6 separate regions of the Mus musculus genome follow, and regions 1, 3, 4, 5 and 6 are each linked to region 2. A link is a contact called in public Hi-C, HiCAR-type, HiChIP or PLAC-seq and promoter capture Hi-C data. All regions are on one chromosome and are shown on one strand. Each heading gives the region's core, a stretch centred on a gene start, on an enhancer-like site or on the middle of the called end of the contact. The rest is flanking DNA. Distances are from core to core; before and after follow the strand shown.

What was found. Promoter capture Hi-C pulls out the DNA fragments that hold promoters and counts their contacts. A called contact is a pair of places that touch in the nucleus more often than the background predicts. HiCAR-type assays count read pairs that join an accessible place to other places. HiChIP or PLAC-seq counts read pairs in DNA pulled down with a chosen protein or histone mark.
Region 1: an H3K4me3 HiChIP or PLAC-seq map of embryonic stem cells shows a contact between it and region 2, with 13 times the contacts expected there. The contact joins the enhancer-like site here to the promoter of Nrp2 in region 2. A contact is called at or near these places in 7 of 39 promoter capture datasets (the 3T3-L1 cell line, the C10 cell line, cranial neural crest and 3 more), 1 of 484 Hi-C or Micro-C datasets (nephron progenitors), 11 of 115 datasets of contacts at active chromatin or transcription factors (SST interneurons, VIP interneurons, bone marrow-derived macrophages and 6 more) and 3 of 9 other capture datasets (adipose tissue, embryonic stem cells and liver).
Region 3: a contact with region 2 is called in a HiCAR-type map of astrocytes, with 8 times the contacts expected there. The contact joins the enhancer-like site here to the promoter of Nrp2 in region 2. A contact is called at or near these places in 4 of 39 promoter capture datasets (hippocampal neurons, liver and stem cell-derived epiblast-like cells), 6 of 484 Hi-C or Micro-C datasets (the HL-1 cell line, adipose-derived mesenchymal stem cells, cortical neurons and 1 more) and 12 of 115 datasets of contacts at active chromatin or transcription factors (astrocytes, bone marrow-derived macrophages, embryonic forebrain and 4 more).
Region 4: an H3K27ac HiChIP or PLAC-seq map of embryonic stem cells shows a contact between it and region 2, with 10 times the contacts expected there. The contact joins the promoter of Pard3b here to the promoter of Nrp2 in region 2. A contact is called at or near these places in 14 of 39 promoter capture datasets (the 3T3-L1 cell line, the C10 cell line, the SN4741 cell line and 9 more), 21 of 484 Hi-C or Micro-C datasets (the HL-1 cell line, LSK cells, adipose-derived mesenchymal stem cells and 12 more), 18 of 115 datasets of contacts at active chromatin or transcription factors (astrocytes, bone marrow-derived dendritic cells, bone marrow-derived macrophages and 10 more) and 3 of 9 other capture datasets (adipose tissue, embryonic stem cells and liver).
Region 5: a promoter capture Hi-C map of second pharyngeal arch cranial neural crest shows a contact between it and region 2. The contact joins the enhancer-like site here to the promoter of Nrp2 in region 2. A contact is called at or near these places in 7 of 39 promoter capture datasets (cranial neural crest, frontonasal cranial neural crest, hippocampal neurons and 3 more), 1 of 484 Hi-C or Micro-C datasets (uterus), 13 of 115 datasets of contacts at active chromatin or transcription factors (the NIH/3T3 cell line, astrocytes, bone marrow-derived dendritic cells and 8 more) and 1 of 9 other capture datasets (adipose tissue).
Region 6: a contact with region 2 is called in a Hi-C map of uterus, with 7 times the contacts expected there. The contact joins the enhancer-like site here to the promoter of Nrp2 in region 2. A contact is called at or near these places in 7 of 39 promoter capture datasets (the 3T3-L1 cell line, cranial neural crest, frontonasal cranial neural crest and 3 more), 1 of 15 datasets of contacts at CTCF or cohesin (stem cell-derived epiblast-like cells), 31 of 484 Hi-C or Micro-C datasets (the N1E-115 cell line, Th1 cells, adipose-derived mesenchymal stem cells and 17 more), 16 of 115 datasets of contacts at active chromatin or transcription factors (VIP interneurons, astrocytes, craniofacial prominence and 11 more) and 1 of 9 other capture datasets (embryonic stem cells).

What each region holds. Positions count from the first base shown.
Region 1 is chr1:61,418,724-61,421,713 of GRCm38.p6, reverse strand. No RefSeq gene overlaps it. Among named protein-coding and RNA genes, the nearest start is that of 9530026F06Rik, 42 kb to the right of the region's middle. Within about 2 kb of position 1,648, at least 6 of the 459 cell types and tissues checked have an H3K27ac peak or open chromatin away from gene starts, as enhancers often do. A contact at or near this core is called in embryonic stem cells, where this site is marked.
Region 2 is chr1:62,701,885-62,704,976 of GRCm38.p6, reverse strand. Nrp2 (neuropilin 2) reads right to left here and starts at 1,660. Exons shown (of 17, transcript NM_001077404.1): 1 at 700-1,660. The coding sequence starts at 772.
Region 3 is chr1:61,528,589-61,531,997 of GRCm38.p6, reverse strand. No RefSeq gene overlaps it. Among named protein-coding and RNA genes, the nearest start is that of Pard3b, 110 kb to the left of the region's middle. Within about 2 kb of position 1,572, at least 41 of the 459 cell types and tissues checked have an H3K27ac peak or open chromatin away from gene starts, as enhancers often do. A contact at or near this core is called in astrocytes, embryonic limb bud, neural progenitor cells and 1 more, where this site is marked.
Region 4 is chr1:61,637,541-61,640,557 of GRCm38.p6, reverse strand. Pard3b (par-3 family cell polarity regulator beta) reads right to left here and starts at 1,734. Exons shown (of 23, transcript NM_001081050.2): 1 at 1,196-1,734. The coding sequence starts at 1,315.
Region 5 is chr1:61,330,173-61,333,171 of GRCm38.p6, reverse strand. All of the region lies in intron 3 of LOC105243939 (a long non-coding RNA gene), which reads right to left. Among named protein-coding and RNA genes, the nearest start is that of 9530026F06Rik, 47 kb to the left of the region's middle. Within about 2 kb of position 1,526, at least 1 of the 459 cell types and tissues checked has an H3K27ac peak or open chromatin away from gene starts, as enhancers often do. A contact at or near this core is called in second pharyngeal arch cranial neural crest, where this site is marked.
Region 6 is chr1:61,058,470-61,061,420 of GRCm38.p6, reverse strand. No RefSeq gene overlaps it. Among named protein-coding and RNA genes, the nearest start is that of Icos, 82 kb to the right of the region's middle. Within about 2 kb of position 1,305, at least 4 of the 459 cell types and tissues checked have an H3K27ac peak or open chromatin away from gene starts, as enhancers often do. A contact at or near this core is called in uterus, where this site is marked.

The sequences.
Region 1 (2,990 bases), core at 399-2,898, 1.3 Mb after region 2:
TGTAAGTAAATCCTGTGACATATACATAATCATACCGCCTGCCATATACACCGAGGTACCCACATGATTGTGTGATCTCTCACTCCCCCCCCCACACACACTACCCATACAATCCCAGCAGCAGCAGCAGCAGCAGTAGTAGTTAAAATAAAAACTGAATTACTTAAACTTCTGTAGTCAAGAATAGTAAATAAAATTTCATTATTATATTATGGCCTTTTTATTTCCCACAACTGAGTGATTAGATTTTGTAACTTATAAAAATTTTTCTTTAAAGACAAAGAAGATTGTACGGATTGTTATGAGAGACAGTATGAAGTTCTACATATTTAGTGGCTTACAGCAGGAAATCAACTAAGTTCAGAACACATTTCGCATTGCCATAGCTATGCTTGTGGGAGACCCTACTAAACCTTAGCTGCTCTTGACTAATTATCTTGGTTTCAGATAGCTCACTATTTACAAAAGTCAAATCTTCCTTCAGATGATAAAGATTACACTTGGCAATTGTCAGTAGGAGATGCTACAGGTTTTAGTAGCAACTGCTATACTACCAAAGTGTTATAATGAAACAGAATTAAGAATATATACCACTGTTGAAAACAAACAAAAACAAATTAAAAGACAAAAGATGACTTTAGTTTCTTAAGGTGCCCACTGTTAATTCACTAATATCTAAAAGGCTAGATTACATATGCAAGATCTGCCCTGTTTGTTCTTAGAGGATTAGTAGTGTTAGTGTACTGATATTGTTAGTATCATTAATTGTTCTTATTAACCATATAGTCATTAATTTGGAAAAGACTATGTAGGTTTTAAGCATCTATATTATGCTTCTTATATACACTAGTCATCGGCAAACCTCTCCCAGACTAAACGGAAACAAGGAGTTAAGAAAACATACAGTGATCCTCAAGTATATATGAATCCCCATGAAGATGGAAAGAAAGGGAATAGACAATTTGAGTAATGTCATTTCAGCCTTCTGCATAATTTAGGGCTCTCTGCAGGCTGATTTGGTTTAGATCGGTGGTCCTTCACATAGCTACATTCATATGTCCTTACATTATAAATCTACTTATTAATTTTTGCAGGCAACTATTCTGGAGGCAATTTCTACGCGGAATTCTTCACACGGATGATAATGGCAGACATGCCATCTAAATTCTTCTGAGTTTCCTAAGTCTAACAAGTCATTTCTCCCAATCACGAATTTAGAAATCCCTCAAGCAAACGGGGCAAAGCAATATTTTTAAATGGACAAAACAAAATCTTCATCCTATATGTATTTCCATTAGGGAGAAAAAAATATGCAAATCTCTTCCTGGAGTGCAGCTGAGGGATACATAGGCAGCTGATGACAAGACATTCATTTGAAATACAATTTCTCTGCAGTTGTTGGATCCCTCTGCCCACCCTCTCCCCAGCTGTCTGGACTAGACAGTGGAAAGGTTACTGAGCTACGAATGTATTTCCCATATTGGAGAGGAAGCAGGGATGGAGCTAATGTACTGTGTATTCAAATGAGACTCTTTAAAGCAGAGTTGAATTGAACTCAGATGCAAATCACAGTGGCAGGAGCACTCTCTGATGCCCTTTGAACTTTCTGTCTGTGTCCTTAGCACACAGTCAAGGACTCCCAGCTGAGATGTTTAGCCTTCTGAGAAAGTAAACAATCTTGCCTGCCCTCCCTTAATACAGACAACCTCATGATGTGCCCGGCCTGCTGAAATGTGTCAGGCAGGGCTTTCTCCTCTGAGAGGAAAGAAGGGCTCCGGAAGGGGAGGGACTCCGGAAACACTGACCCAAAAGTGAAAAGCAAATCCCGCCATCCAGCCAGCCTAGGGCGGCAGAAAATACGGGACAGATACATAGTTAATGAGGGAAAGGAAGGGGCGGAAATGAGAAAGAAAAGGGTCTGCATATGAATAAAATGATACACGGTGTCTGTAATCCCTCAGGATTGGTTCTCTGCACCTCTTAACCAAAGGCAACAATGAAAAGCAAGCCTCGCTACACAGGGAGAAGGGCCCTTTACCACCTGAAGAGCTCAGATAAACAAATCAAGTTGAAGAAATTTACCTTTCTCCCTTCTCCTACAAAGATCCTGGGTTTTTGTTTGTTTGTTTTTGGTTTTTCGAGACATGGTTTCTCTGTATAGCCCTGGCTGTCCTGGAACTCACTCTGTAGACCAGGCTGGCCAGGAACTCAGAAATCCGCCTGCCTCTGCCTCCCAAGTGCTGGGATTAAAGGCGTGAGCCACCACCGTCGCAAAGATGCTGTTTTAAGTTAAATAAAGCAGAGTTTGAAACCGGATAGTAAGGGCGAAATGCTGCTTCCAGTGGCCCCTCGTTCAGGATGCCTCTATTCCTAATAGAGTTCCTGCCCAGAAGGTCCCCTCTGTCACCCATAGCACTCTCCTGCCCAGGCAACTCAAGCCACCACCCACTTTGTACCTGAGCTCGGCCAAGGAAAATTCTACGTTCCGCAGCGCGTTCCCTTGACCCCCATATCTTTCAACCACAACCTCCCCGCCCCCTCTCTTCCTTCAAATAAGTTTAAAATTTGCTGGAAAAATGATGCGTCTGCATTGAGAGAACGCTATCTGGATCATTTGCCAAGCAATGGAGCCCTAAGCAATCTCTTAAGGAGACACCAGAGTTGTGGGGGTTGGGGTTGTCTCTGTATACTGTATAGCAGCTTAACTAATGCACAAATAAAATAGCCTGCGATCTCTTTAAAAAAAAATCGCTGAATAAAATTCAGCAGGCCAATTTAAATATATGAGCTAATTATCTGTTGCAAGTGAATTAAAAATATGGAAAGTTTCACAAAGCATACTGATTTTTTAAAAAATAATTTTGCTTCTGCTACTTCTGCTCTCTAAATGTCAGCTCCACTGGCAGAATCCTATCATATTCTTTTAGTTTCCAGGCGTCTATTTATTATTCATAAGAAAGAAAAGATTCCCATTTCATAATACTGTAATG
Region 2 (3,092 bases), core at 411-2,910:
CATACAGTTTGTTTTATCTTTTAAGAAAAAAATTTAAAGAACATGATTCGCTTTCCCAGAAAACACACGGATTCGGGAGAGAGTGGGGACCATCAACTGCCCACGGGAAAGCTCCCATCTCGGTCACAAGCTGGCTTGCTTCACCAGCTTCAGCCCTCTGGTTCTGAGATGTATCCACCCAGTCTGCAAAGAATCCACACATCTGAAAAGCAAAGCTAGACTCTTGCTTTTTTTTTTTTTTCCCAAGCCCTTCAGCTAACATTGCTCAATGTAGCTAAGTGGAGGGAATGCAAATGATTTATATTTCACTGGCTAGGTTGAGGAAACTCAAGGGAGATGTGTTCTGCTTCAAGACAGGGAGGAAAAAAAAATCCCCAAAACTGTAATGCAAAGGCTTTGTAGTATTTTTAAACCTTTGATTCAGTCCATATGTGACATCTGAACACCGCCAAATTCTGTTACAAAACACACACACACACACACACACACACACACACACACACACACTCCCTTTGCAAGAGAGAAAAGTTGGGTTTAGCAGCCCTGGTGGTGTAAAGAAGGCCGCTGAGATCTCCCTTTAAATGATTGAGTATTGAGGGAGCCTCCTCATGAGCGCTTCTCAGTGGCTTCTCTCCATTAGCTGTCGCCTTTAAAGGGGAAACCGTGTAAAAATGAATAGAAAAACTTTGAAGGGCTTACCTTGCTGGCTTCTCACTTCGTGTCCTGAAAAGTACAGAGCTAAGAAAACCCAGGTAAGAGGAAACATATCCATTTTTGACAGAGAGGCTCTCTCCGGGGCTAGGTTTGTGGGATCTCCTATAATTATGTCTTTGTGTTTTTCCTCTCTAATTTTCTTCCTGGTGGTGTCTTCTGCAAAGGTCTCTAACGATCAACGTTTTCCTCCTGGGTCCTGGCAGTCAGTCTGTCTTCACCTTTATTCTTGCTGGAATATCTCCACCTCACTAGGAGATAGCTCTTGAAATCAGCAAAGAGGGAGCAAGCTAAGGAAGCGGAGACCGGTTTCCTCTTCAAACCCAAACGCGTGTATGTTCTCTCCAGTTCCTCAAAGTGTCATTTCCTTTATCCTACAACATCACGAGGGTTTCCCGAAAGCTGAACGCAAAATAATAGTAATAATAATAAAAATCAAAGCCAAGAATTGCCCTGGGCATCACACGGCCCCTAGGCAGCTGTGTGATCTCAGAAGCGCTAACTGACACAGGTCCCCCGGCACCCGGGACACACACGCGGGCAGAGGCACCGACCGCTGGACAGGCGGAGTGGTAAGCAGTCAGACGTCCGGCTCTTGTCCTTTCTGGGTTCCCCTAAGCTGGAGCCTCCCCCGGCGGTTACACCCGCTTGGCCAGTCTCTGGAGGGGAGTGCGAGGCAGGAAGCTGCTGCGGCCGGTGCTGCTGGTGTTGCTGCGGGTGCGGCGGCTGGGATCGCCCGCGAGTGTGCGAGCGGCTCTCCGAGTTCGCTGGCGCCCGCCCTCACCTCCACCTCGCCCAGCGCCCGGCCGAGTGTCTGTGCTTCAGAGGATGTGCCGGGGGCGGGCTGCAGGCTGGTGCCTTGCTCGCCTCCTCTGCCTCCCCTCCGGCTCCCCCCTCGCCTTTTCAGGCCGAGCAGCATGTGGATGTCAGAGCCGCGGCAGAGCGATCCGATTACGCGCCCGCTCAGGGCCCGCCCCTTCTGTGTTCCTGATTAAAGAGGCAGCCGCGGAGACGCGCGGCGCAGAGCCGAGGACCGCGGCACCCAGCTCGGGCGGGGCGGCGGTGGCTCGCAGCCCCGCGGCCGCGCGATCAAAGTTAAGGTGCCACGCAACCCTGCCGCCCCTCTCCCAGTCCGCACCTCCCTCCCGCCCCACGCACCTTCGTGCGGGGCTGCGGGTGTGTCACACCCGGAGCAAGGAGCGCCCTCCCTTCAGGGCGCGCTGCCTCTGCCGGAGGGAAACTCCGCGGAGCCCGGGAAATTCTTGTTTCCCCTAAATTCCGAGACTCAGATGCTACACACTCAGAATCCAACACAATGCCACCTGCAATGGCGTTACAGAAGGAGTTGGGTGGCGGACCGCGTTTGGCGTAGGGAGCCAGTCCGCGGCTCAGCTCTGTGTTCCCAGAGGCAGCAAAGCGTGGCGGCGACACACACAGTCAGCCTTTAGCCTTCTCTGAACCAAACCTCAAATACTTCTTGGGCTTACTTCTCAGATCCTTTGTTGTGTCCCAAACAGGATCCTCTGCGGTCTGGGTTAGGATTTACTTCAACATGTGCCCTTAACTTGTAACTATCTGTAAACGAGGGACGATTTTATTGAATAAAGAATTTCTCCGGGCAATTAAATTCCCCACCCCCACCCCTGGCCACCCAATACACCTTCAAGCTTCCAACATAGTATAGGTACAGGGAGGCCTCTTGGACTGCTACTGTAACTACTTCTGTTCATGTTTCCCCAAGGTATTGTGGTCACAATGTTGACAGAAAGAAAATAGCATTGTGTTACCTATTTTTAAGTGGAGACATGAAAACTGTTTCAAGGCGCTATAAGCTAACAGTTGGAGAAAACACTTGCATCTTTGTTTCTGAGGGTGGCTGGGTGATCCCCAACTGTCATATTCACCAGGCACCCTTGCTTTACCATGATCAAGATCCAACAGAGCACACCTGGCAACCTTTTCAGTCCCCTTCCTAGCAGTCTGAAGATTAGGAAACATAAAGTTTGGGTGAGAAGGGACATGAACATCTGACTATACCATTTTTCCCCCTTAGCGTGGACTTATGGGTTCTTCTGGGTGGTTTCTCTCCTTATCTGGACTTGCCATTAGCGTTGTTTATCACAGCCAGTGTTTGAAAAAAAAAATCTGTAACTCTCACTTAACTGTTATTTACATGGAGATAAACACAAACAAAATTGAATCAGAAGTGATTTGCAACTAGTTAAATGAGGGATTTTCCAGTGGAAGTCCAGAGCCTGAATACCACATGGTTAATCTTAACTGCCTGGCTGCAAAGGGCTGGAGTTAGAGGCCCTCTGAGTTCTTCCAGAGAGCAACACATACACACACACACACACACACACACACACACACGTGCACAC
Region 3 (3,409 bases), core at 323-2,822, 1.2 Mb after region 2:
TTCCTCCCCTGCCAGGAAGCATGGTGCCCTGGGTGGCATCTTATGCTCTGTTGTGTGTGGTTTCTATGGCTTCTCATTATTTCCCATTGCGAGTACAGAAAGTGGGTTTCATCTCGCAGGAAGCACTTGCTATTATCTTCGAGTCCTCCCTCGGTTCATGGGGAGAATTGAAGGGGTTCCATTAGCTGCCCCTGCCTTTCCCACAGCCTTAGAATCTGTCCCTTACTTCCTGGCAGTGATCAGCTGCTGGGATCCTGGTGCATCTTTTGTGATGCAGGAAACACAAGCAGTGCCTAGGAGACTAAGGCCAGCTTTCCCATCGACAGGGCCCCTTACCCACCCACTCCCCACAGCTCCATTTGGGCACTCTGCCAAGAGGCTCCTGGTAGCCAAGTGACCCGGGCCTGATTCTCAGAAACACAAGAACCTCCCACTCCTACCCTGGCTGCACCAGAACAGCTCACTGAAATCCTTCTGTCCTCTTACACCTAGGTGTGGAGTCAGGAAGAGCTGACTGGCTGCGGTCTCAGCAAGGCCTCCGATGAGACCTCTGTGACAGTCCAGATGTAAAAGGGTCAGGGAAGGCACTTCAGTGTAAATTGGTGCCCTCAGCAGAGGGAGGCTCAGAAAAGAGCTTCAACTTCTAATTGTTTTTGTTTGTTCTTAGCTGGTGACCTCATTCCAATTCACAGAGGCAGGAAAGTATCTGTTAATAGGGGCAATCTAGTTTAATATTACAGAATACCCTAAGGGGGGTGGCTTGCATATAAAACTTTAGAATCTTCATGTAGAAAGACAGTTGAGGTTAATGGGGTCCTTTTGTACCCTGTATCCCAACTCTTTGTTTCTTGAATATGGAACAAGGCCACTTCAAGTTCCCCCCTTTCAGGTTCACTTTATGCCCCCACACACACCTTAAAAAATGCCTATCCAAAAAAGATCATTCCCTTCCCTTATGTAGTTTACACATTAGAAATAGAAACTGAGAATTTTTTTGCATCTTTGTTTAATTCATTTAAAAATAATTTACACCCATTGCATGGAAACAATAATAGATTTATTATATTTTACTAAATAAGAAATTATTGAGATGAGTAATACTATTTTACATTTCCCCCCAACAGCCATCTGGTTTAAAAGAAAAGGATTTGAATATTCTATCTGCGACTAAATATACCCTGTTGCATTGTGTTGCTTGGTTCAAATATATGAAAGCTTAAAGGATTCATAAAGGATTCGTATGTGGTTGGAAAGGGGGGAATCCTGTGAGTTTTCTGAGTAAGAGTCTGTTTTCTCAGCCTAGACATTCAGAATTGCTACTATATGTCTCATAGGCCAAAATAGTCACTGAAGCTCCAGTCACCATACCTACAACAAAATATTATGATGGAGGAAAGGTCGGAGCAATTGGTACCCACCTTCTTTTTAAGAATTCCTGAAAGGCACCTACAACAAGGGAAAGTGCTCAGCTCAAACTTTCTCTAAAAAGACTGGGGAAAGGCCTAGTGAGAAGCAATTAGCAGTCACAGCCTCTGGAAGCACAAGTTAAAAGCATTCCGAAGGCCCCTGCACTTCATCTGTTTCCATGACTGCAGATGGTCAAAATGCCACAGGTCCCCAGAGGCCCCTGTAAAGGAATTGCTGTTTGCTGTGCTCAATGACTCGTCATTTTTAGGTGTCTCCTGAGAAGTGAGATGTGGGAAAATCTGGGTGCCCCAAGGACTGGCTAGAACTGTGGTGTAAAATAGAAGTTCCAAGCAATGGAAGAACGAACTATTCTGGCAAAGTACATCTGCAGCTGAAGGACATTCCTCTGCTTCAAAAGACATAGAGTGATTCTCAGAGAATAGCTGTCAGGGGGCAGTCTGCTGGGGAGAGCATGAAAATGTTTTCTCTCAGCAGAAGAATAAACACCGCAGGAGTTCTCCGAGTTCATAAGAAAGTGTTAGGGAGCAATTTAAAATACTTCTACTGAATGTTTGCGTCCTGCCAGTCACTGCACAGTGCTGTCCACTCGTATGATTGCCGCCTTTCATCCTCCCGGCAAACTTAGGGTCACCATACTGTGAATGTGTAGGTGAGATGGCTCCGTGGCTAAGGGTCCTTGCAACCAGTGTTGATGATTTGCAGTCCATCCCTGCGTTCCACATGAGCAAAGCCAAGAATAGACTCCCCTAGGTTGTCCTTCAACCTCCACAGGCATGTGGTGGCATGTGAGTGCCTCTCCTCCCACACCCATGAAATTAATTAATCAGCTAACTAATTAAAAATGCTACCTTGTTATTTTTTTCCTTGAAGAAATGGAACCGGAGAGAAAACAGTGTAACTTGCCTGTGGTCACATAGCTAGTGGAAAGGTGTATATTTGTTAGATTTGCATCACCATGCCCAAAAATATCTGGGAGAAAGAACGTAAGAAATGTTTTAGTTTGGCTCGTGATTTGAAGTTTCAGGCTGTCATAGTGACCTAGTGTCATAGCACAGGGCACTGTCTCATGCATAGCAGTGGGAGCAAGGGCTGATCACATCAAGCTGGATCAATAGCCGGGCTGTACATTTCCAAGCCCTTGCTGTAGCGACCTACTTACTGGTTCCAGGATTTCAGGCTCCACCTCCTGGAGTCCCACCACCTCCCCAAATAAGTTCAACCAGATGGAGAACATTGGAAGGATAACAAGTGGATTGGGCCCTGAAAGTCCGTAGTCTGAAACCGCTGGGCTATACTCACACATTGCTGAAGGGAAACCATGAAGAAGTCCCTTGACTGAGACAAAACCATGACTTTGCGGTCTATGGAGCTGAGATTTGGTGATGAGGGCCGCCTGTCTGTACCTTCCTCTCTGTCCGGTGTTTAGAGGGAGATACTCGATGTTAGAGTAAAGCGCCTTTTGGTTTGTGAGTGAGGCTTCTCTGGAAGGTGTTTGTTCACAGAGACAAGCTTTACACTCTGCTTCCATCTATTTCGGTAATCCAAGCGCAGCAGAGCATCCGAGCTCACAGCCTGTAGCTTCGCATGCACCTTCCGTCGTTAACCCCGTGGCAGCTACCTGAAGCGTGAGTACTACGCTTGGCAGGAATAATCAGCCCCGTGGGAGCTATGTTAATAACTCAAACCTTTTCAGCAGAGGGTGCAAATTGGTAGCCTGTGGGCGGAACTTCACTTTATGGAAACGCTTTATTTGGTTCATAAGGTGTAATTTTAAGTTTATGGCATAATTTCTAAAAATGTTTTTTTCTCTCTTTTTTTTGGGGGGGGGGAAGGTGGGGGTGGGCGGGGACGAAATTCAAATCCAAGAATTTACATAACAATCCAGAGTTGATATTCCACCAGTGGGGGCCATGTTCTGAGTCCAACTTTGCACTCCGTGCACTCTGTCTTACAGCTGGCCTCTTCAGGCAATTCTGCTACC
Region 4 (3,017 bases), core at 485-2,984, 1.1 Mb after region 2:
AGCTATGTTGATCTCCATCCACATGGCACCAACCTGGGCAAGTAGTTCTCTGCCCTCCACATATGTACAGTAGTATACATGTACCCTCCATACACATATTAAATGAATATATGTAATTTAAAAATTTGAAACTATGTACTTGGAAAAAGAAAAGTGATTTCTATACTTTGGATAACATATATGACATTAAAATTACAGTTTTTCATCTCAAGATTGGACTATAGTTTACAACGAGCATTATGCGAACAAATATTAAAAGGACTAAAACAGGAGTTTGTCTACTAAAACAAGAGTTTGTGGCTTATCTGTTCGCGAGGTCGTTGAAGCATCCGAAACAGGCCATGGACGAACTGAAACAATTTTAAAGGTGCTTTTTAGAGAGTTCATTTAGAGGTTCCATAGAGGAAACCAGAACTCTCACAAGTCACCCAGATGCCTGACCAGAGTGCTGGAGTCCTGCCACTTGTGTGCTGGCTTTTGGCTGCTACTTATTCCTAACTTGAGCAGCAGAACAGTGGGTCAGCCTTACTTTGGGAGTAACCCAGAACCCACTACAACCATTCTCATTAGCTATGACTCATAGAAACTGTGGCATTCGCTGAATACACCCCAGTGCAGTAGCTGGCATAAGGGCAGCATCCCCACTGGAGCACCTCCTGCCCAGGTCACTGGGAGACCTCCCATCAAGCTGAGAACTCTCAAAGCACCAATAGCTATAACTTTGGAGGTGTTTCTTGAGCCAATCAATGCTCAAACTCCAAGGAGCCTCCTTAAGGCGGGACTTGGTCAGAAATCACACTTCAGGTGAGCAGCACAGGGTAACATCACAGTGTCCCCACAAGTAGGTTCTGGACCCCTACTCAAACACCTGGGGCTGTCTTACAGAACAGACTGGGTGTGTGGACTTGGGAGTAGGCCCCAGATGGCGGAGTTGTAAGGACCCCTCAAGTGAGTGGGATGCCGCCATTTCTTCTCCAGCCTCTGGATAGCAAGACAGGGCTAATTGGGTCCCTTAAATTAGCAGCCTGCAAAAGTTGTGGCTGCAGGCAGCGCTCACCAGCCGCTGGGGGTGATCTGAGCCCCAGAAAAAGCGCCACCTGGTCCAAGGCAACGGGCAGGTGCGTGGCCTAGGACACTTACTAAGTGAGCCCCGCGGTGGTCGCGCCCCATGCTCGCCCCCTGCGGCGCCCCTCACCTGGTCCCGGGTCTTCAGGTACCGCTGCAGCGCCTGCTGGGTGAGCTCGCGGACCCGGAGCTGGCCGTCCTTGCAGGGCACCACGATGCCCGTCCTCCCGAAGCACACTGTCACTTTCATCCTGGCCCTGGGCTCCCGCGCGGGGCTGGGCCGAACAGGTGCCTGGCCCCCAGGCACAGCCCCTCCGTCGGGGGACGTGGGGCGGACACGACGCTGTCCCACGCGTGCCTCCGGGACCGGGACCCACAGCTGCTCCCCTGCAGCCCCACGGGAGGCCGAGGGCGGGAACGCGGGCTCGGAGACGCGGGGACGCGGAGGGTCGGCCGGGCGCAAGCGGAGGCTCCACGCGCCAAAGTGAAACTGCGGGTGCGGCCCGGCCCGGCCCTGCCTCTGGCGGTGGCCCTAGCGACCGTGGCAGGGCCGGCCCCAGGCCCCGGGCTGGAGTGGGCGGCGGCGGCGGCGCGCGGGGCCAGAGTTGGGAGGAAACTTTTGCGCCGGCTCCCAACTCCTCCGACGCGCGCGGCGCTCTGGGCTCCCTCGGCCCGCGGGCCAGCCTGGGCCCGGCTCTTAAAGGGGCCGCGGCGCTCGCGGACCACAGAGCGCACCGAGGCGTTGCACCGAGCCCGGGGTTGCCCCAGTAACTAGACCTTGGGTAGCTTGTTGCCCGCACTTGGTTCTCTTTCTCCCTCACATGTACAAGGAGCTCCGGGAATTGTAACGGGATCTGGGAGCTACCACAGGGGAATTGAAACCGGATCTCATAAAGCACACTTGGAATAGATAGGAAACTGGCCTAGCAACTCCCTTAAAATGAGAGTTGGAGGGAGGTTCAAGGGAAGCTCCGGAGCAGGTGCTTTTGCCACACCTTCTAAAGTAGCCATAGAATTGAAGTACTGAGAGGTGGGACTGACTGAAGGCAGAGCTTTTGCTTTGGAGCCACAAGAGAGCTAGCTAAGCTGAGGGAACTTTAAGGCCACTGTGCAGGTGCCAAGTGTTCCACCGAAGATCACACCCAAAATCCAAATATGATAGGGTGTAAAAGTTTACACTTTTCCTTTTGAAGGGGGACTCCCTTTGTGCATCTGTTGACGAAAAGAACACCCTTGAGTCATGATTTCGCAGGTTCCTGTCCTCGAACAATTGAACCCAAGGTATGGGGAGAAGTTCTGATCAACAAGTAACGTCTGCATCCTTAATTCTTAAGTAAACAGCTCCTTTGAGCTGGAAAATAAATACTTTCCCCTTACCTTGTACAGAAAGAAGAGTGCTTGGCTTGCTGGGGGTGCGGTTCAATTTAGAACTTTTCCCTCCAGTCATCGATTTTCAGCACTGAAAGATTCAAAATCAAAACAGACTGGTGTTCAGAAACTGAGCAGGTGACACAGCTGGTTATGGTGCAAAGAACACAGGTCCTCCTATCTAAATCTCTAGTGGCTCCTGACAGTTTTTATGGCAATTTAGTGCATCCATAAGATCCCCCGGGGTATCCTCCATTTCCTACCAGAGTTGCTCCTATGTCAACTTAAACTGAGTTTGAGTTGCTGGGGATGGTTTGGTCCTAAATTATGGATCTGGGAGTTCTGATCTACTTACACTCCTACATTCAATATACATTGATTATGTCCCACGAAAGCACCTTATTCAATGTCAGTGGCCATGAAGAGGGTCATGTAAACTGAGTCAACTTGGAGGAAATACACAGTAGACAGCCTAGTTGGGTTGCAAATCTAACAGACTGATTTAGGTAAACCAAAGACAGAATTATTTTTGTCATAAAACCAGACAAAAAAATCCATTGAGCCACCCTCTGAGGCATAGTTGG
Region 5 (2,999 bases), core at 277-2,776, 1.4 Mb after region 2:
TCCCAGCCATTGCCAATGTTTAAAGGTTATGCCCATCATGTTTGGAAGAGGCAAAAGTTTTCACCCTTTTCAAATAATTGGGCATCACACTGATGGGTAAAATGGTGCATGTTGCTGATTTCTACACCGATACAGGGAAATTGACAGACACTGTTTAAAAGAAGCTAAAGTTTCTTTGCCTCAACATGTCATGCCGGGAATAATTACACAACTATTTTGTTACCCTCAGCACTGTGCTGTGCATTATACCAGCCACTGACTCTCTCACAGTTCCTTTGTTAGTTTTGCATAGCACAGCAGTTCTGGAAGATAGTATTTGTGAAATGGTTGATGCTAGCACACATTATAAATAAAGCCAGAGCTCAGAGACACTGATAGACCCTGTCTTTACTGCCAGGGGAGCATTTACATATGGTCCTCACTCTGTGTTCACTGCTTTAGAATTCAACGGAAAATTATAGGTTAATAGGTCTAGAAAGGTCAAGAGGTCAAACAACTGTCAGGTAAGCACGTACTGAGTGCATTTGAACCAACATCAATAAATTCTTTAGTACCCAGTGTGTGTGTGTGTGTGTGTGTGTGTGTGTGTGTGTGTGTGTGTGTGAGTGTGTGTGTGTATGGTATATTTGTGTGCATATACATGTGTGTACATGTATACATGTGTGTGCATGTGTAAGTATGTGTGTGTATTTGTGTGCATATGTAAGTATGTGTGTGTGTATTTGTGTGTAAGTGTGTATGTATGTGTGTTTGTATATCTTTGTGTGTGTGTGTGTTCATATTTGTATGTGTGGGTTTGTGATTATATGTGTGTACATGCTTGACTAAGTTTGCATAAGAGGCAGCAGGCTCAAGATACTTAGGATATCTTTAGTGATGTTTGCTCTTGACAGTGGATATTATTCATACAGCATTTCACATGTGCAGAGGGATTTTCAACATGTGTTAATCCCCAGAGCATTGGTATAAGGAAGGGCACTCTCGAGTTATTTTTTTCTATACACAGTGCACAACAATTAAGAGGCTTAAAGAGGTCTGTAAATGGGTGACTAAAGGATTAAAGTCTCGAGGTCTTGACCCTGTATTCTTTCCAAATCCACACTTGAAAGAAAGTTAATCTTTTGCTTGTATTATCTTAATCTATAGATTCCCCACAGATCCAGTGGGATCAGATACTAAAGTGAGACTTCAGAAGTTGAAAGCATGTGCCTATCATGTGATTTGAATGACAGACGAGTCCTATCATCTGAGTGGTTTGTGCCACTTCAGGCCACTACCAATCTAGCTCACTCATTGCCCTGGAGAAAGAAAACCTGAGAATGGAGGTCCAAGAGGCACCCAACCTCCTCCCCACAAGGCCACAGGAACACATGTGTAAGCGTAACCTTGGCAGGCTGCATGTGGAAGAAGATAATGTATTGGGATAATAAAGAGCAGTTTTACTTTTGTCTTCAGTGTTAACTAACACTGAAGGCCAGCTGTAGCTATTGAGCCTGCACAGGTGCAATGCAAGGCTGGGGATCTTGTTCCATATTGCAATAATTATTACCAGGCAAACCAGTTGGAATGAGAACCGGATGCCTCTTATTCTTAAAAACTCACTTCAGACATCCCCCTGGAACTGACAAATTGCCCAGGTGAAAGTCATCCCCTGCCAGGTTTCTGCAATTTTCTCAACTTCACACAACTTTTCATTTTCTTGTTTCTTGTCATGAACATAGAGAAAGAAAAAGAGCCACCTAATACCGTTGGGATGGCATTTGCAGTTCGGCTGCAAACTAGAAGTGCTGGACAAGGCAGGAGAGGGTTGTCTCTTACAACAGGAATTTGGAATCTGTCAGCTGCTCGGTAACAGGCTGACAAATAATGATATGGGGTGATTTCTATCATGAACAGGAAGCACTTTTGTTCCACAGTGATAGCAAGGCATCGCTGACTTAATAGTTCTCTGTGCCAACTGGGCACACTTCTCCAGGAGGTAACTAACACAGGTCTGACAGCACAAGGGCAAGAAGTAAAACCTTGCAGTCATAAATTATTAAGCATTTTTATCCTGAGAAGATGAAACAAGCAAGCTGAATACGGGTAAGCAAATGCTCTCAGAGATCTGACAGGTGATCCATTGCTGCATTTTCAGACAGCCATTTTCCACTCTTATTAATGAACTTAACATACCTGTAAATATGTGTAGCTGTAAGAAACAGGGTGTAGTGTGGGTGGGAAGTGTTCCAGCAGTCAAGCCATAATAGTTTGATGGACTCTCTTAAGCATTTTGGTCTGGGCATCAGAGTTCCCATAGCCAGGGATGCTGAGCCTATTATCCTTTGCATTGGTAGTCAGACCAAGTGGAAATTGGCCTATCCATCTCAAATTCCCATAGGAATTCTTTATATAATAAAACAATTCTTAAAGCATTTTACCAGTAAGGATGTCAGAGAGATTCTTATTAAATATCAGTGAACCTTTTGTTTCAAGAGATTTGTGATAGACAGAAATGTGTTTGGTTTAAGTAGGAGAAAGCTTGACTAAGAAAGAATTGCAGAACTAAATAGGGGTTTGCTTTTCTTGGATAGGAAGAATTCTGTTTGAGGCATATTCTTGTTTCATTCCTATTTTTATGATAAAATATCCTGACAAAACCAGTTTGGGGGAGAAAGGGATTCATTTCAGCTTAAAATTCCATGCTACTGTCCATCAGGTTGGGAAAGTCAAGGCAGGAACTTCAAATAGCTAGTTATATCACATTCAGTCAAGAGCAGAGAGAAATGGGTGCATAAATACTTGCTTACTTGAGCTTGAACTTATCTTGATTTCTCTATTCTTATACAGTTCAAGATCCCAAGCCTAGGGGATGGTACTGCCCACAGTAGGCTGGATCTTCTAACCTCAATTAACTTAATGAAGACAAGCTCCTACAGACATGCCCACAGGCCCACCCAATGTAGACAAAGCCATTGAGATACTTTCTGTATGATTCTAGGTTGTGTCGAGTTGACAAA
Region 6 (2,951 bases), core at 56-2,555, 1.6 Mb after region 2:
AAAGAAAGAGAGAGAGAGAGAGAGAGAGAGAGAGAGAGAGGGAGGGGGAGGGAGGGAAGAAGGGAGGGGGGAGGGAGGGAAGGAGGGAGGAAGGGAAGGCAGAGAGGGAGGGAGGGAGGGAGGAAGGAGGGAGGGGGAGGGAGGGAGGGAGGGAGGAGGGGAAGGCAGAGAGGGAGGGAGAAGATAAAGGAGAAAAGGAAGAGGAAGAAAGAGACCTTTCCAACTCCAAATGATTATAGCTTTAAATAAGTCATCATATCTCTAAGCAGATTCCTAAAATATAAAATAAATAAAAAGAAAAAAGGAAGGGAACTTTGGATAGCAGAAACTTCTAACATTATATTAGATAGATGCTTCTCACTCAACTTCTGCAGTCCACTCTCAAGGAAGATATTTTTATGCCCATTTTGCAGATAGGAAACTGAGTATCAGATGGTTAAGAAATTTGTTAAAGGACTAACAGGCAAAAAGTAGAAAAGATTTCATTTATTCTAAAGTCTTAACCACACAGGGGATGTGTTTCAATGGTATCCTGGGAATGCTCAAACAGAATTTGGCCATCTTATCAGTTTTGCTAAATTTTGTGTCACTGAGGGTACTCTCTTGGCAGAGCTGGGCCACTTTGGTGGGTCTGTGAAAGAGCAGATCCAGAGGGTCACCTCTATAACCACACAGACAAAAGTCTGTAAACTACTCCCACCTTCTCTTCACAAACGCTATAGTGCTGCTGCAGCAACCACCCGGGCAGTCAGAACCCCAGTCCCCTATCCCAAGCACTTCTGATCTCCTTAAATAAATACAGAGAAGTTCTAAATGTCCAGAAAGCAAAGGTCGAACTGAGAGCTAAACAACATTAAATTATTAAAATTCCTGAATATCAAATAAAAGTCCCAGACACTAGGTAAATTAGTGGGATGTTTACACTCGAACTGGATAATTTCTAATCTAATTTGTAGTGGCATTTGGAACATTGCTGACCATTTGAAATAAATAGTATGTTATCTTAGATTTGGATGATTAAGATACTCTGCAAGGATCTGTTTCATAGTACAACACAGGCTAGCAAAGGAATATTGCTTTCAGAACGACTACTGCCAAACTGGGATTGTTTTCAGGATATACATGGCTGACGATAATTGTGTGCAACATCAATCTTATCACCCTACAGAAAACTCAAACAAGCTTTCATGGATAATAGCTGAGGCAGAAATAAACATGATTTAGAGAGCTTTTATTCCAGGGGGTAATTGTTCACTCTGGCCAGCAGTTGAGAACTATAAACAATGTTCGGGAAGTCAGAAACAAATGTTTTAATTTTAGTGAGTTAAAAAGTTCGCGAAAGAACATCTGAGAAGAACAAGACCCCTCTTGGAAGCGTGAGTGAAAACGACTACGTCCTCAGAAGTGCGGCTTTCCAGGAGAGCGTTTGGAGAACTGGAAAGTTGGACTCCCTTCAGCCCAGCTTCCTAATTTCTGCATCTCTGGTCTCCTCTTGTGCCAAGAGAAAAAAAGCAAGGCAAGTGTGAGAATGGAAAATGGATACTTTCTGTGATGCTTGCGGGTGTCACAGCCCTCATGTCTCAAGGCAAAGTGTCTAAGAGGTAACGGCGACTCATCGGGACAGAATCATTCTGGACCAGTTTTGAACTGTATCAGTGAGTAGGGTGACAAGAGCATTCCAGCAGTACATTGCTAGGTTTCAGGATTATAAAATATTGATTTCAGAAATGAATAATATGAACCAGGAGTTCATGCATAATCGTGTTTAATGTCAGATTCAGGTGTATGGGTATGTAGGTGAACCACATTCTGGTCAATAAGTATTAAGAACTACTGTATGATTGCATGTAATGCCTGCATTGGAAGAGACAACATTATCCAATAACCTTCTGGGAAAAGGAAAAGGGAAGAAGTAGGAAACCTAGCAAAGATCAAGTCCATGCCAGCTGTGGTTCTAAGCCTTTTATCTTTAATGAGGCAATGCTTCAAGGGACACATTAGAATTTTATGAATGAAGTGTGAATGAGACAGTTGTGAGATGACATGACCCTATATAAAAAAGCCTCATGGCTAACACACCCAAGCTCAATAGTTCATGAATCTTAGGGAATAGCATAGATAGAAAGGATAAAATCATTTATGAGTGACCACTACAAGTGTTTTCGTGAAGAAGGTGGTCCTTGGAGTAGATTTTCAACACACATGTATGGTGGTGAGACATGAAACGATGTCTGGATGAGAAGTTGAATGCCATAGCAAAAATTCACATAAGCAAAAGTAAAACTCCATTCATAAAATATGCATAAGACAGTGGCCACTGGATAAGATCAGATGGAGAAATTCTGGTCAGAAGAGAAAGTACACTTGGCAAAGTGTAGTACATGGAAACTCAATGAGAAGAAAAGACTTAGGTGTTGAGATGCTGTTTGATAGGAGAAAAAGCAATTCAAGTAAGGTTGATGAAGAAGTTCTTAGCCACTGAGGCACACAGTCCTGTCTTGACATCATTAGAGAATGCGTTATGAAAACATGGCTGCTTTAGGAAGATAACACTTTGTCTGATATGGTAGAAACTAGAACAGGAATAAAACCCTACACAGAGAGATGAGCATATCCCTTTCACATGACCACCACAGTCTGAACTAGAGTCACAGAAGTAAACAGAGAAAAAAGGAAAGTGGTGGGCTAATTTAAAGGAAGAGTCTATGGGACTTTGTGATACAGATAGATAGTTACAATGAAGTGTGTGTAGGTGAGTTCTAGATCTTCTGCTAGGCAGTGGAAGAACCCTTGACAATATATGCAAAGGTTTAAAATGAGTACATAAAAATCAGCTCCAGCAAGCTCTGGAAGCATCCATGATTTAACTAGCTAGCTTGTCTTCACCCAACACATGCTAACAATTAAACGCGGGAGCTAGGGAGAAGGGCTAAAGAGTGCAAGGAATGGTT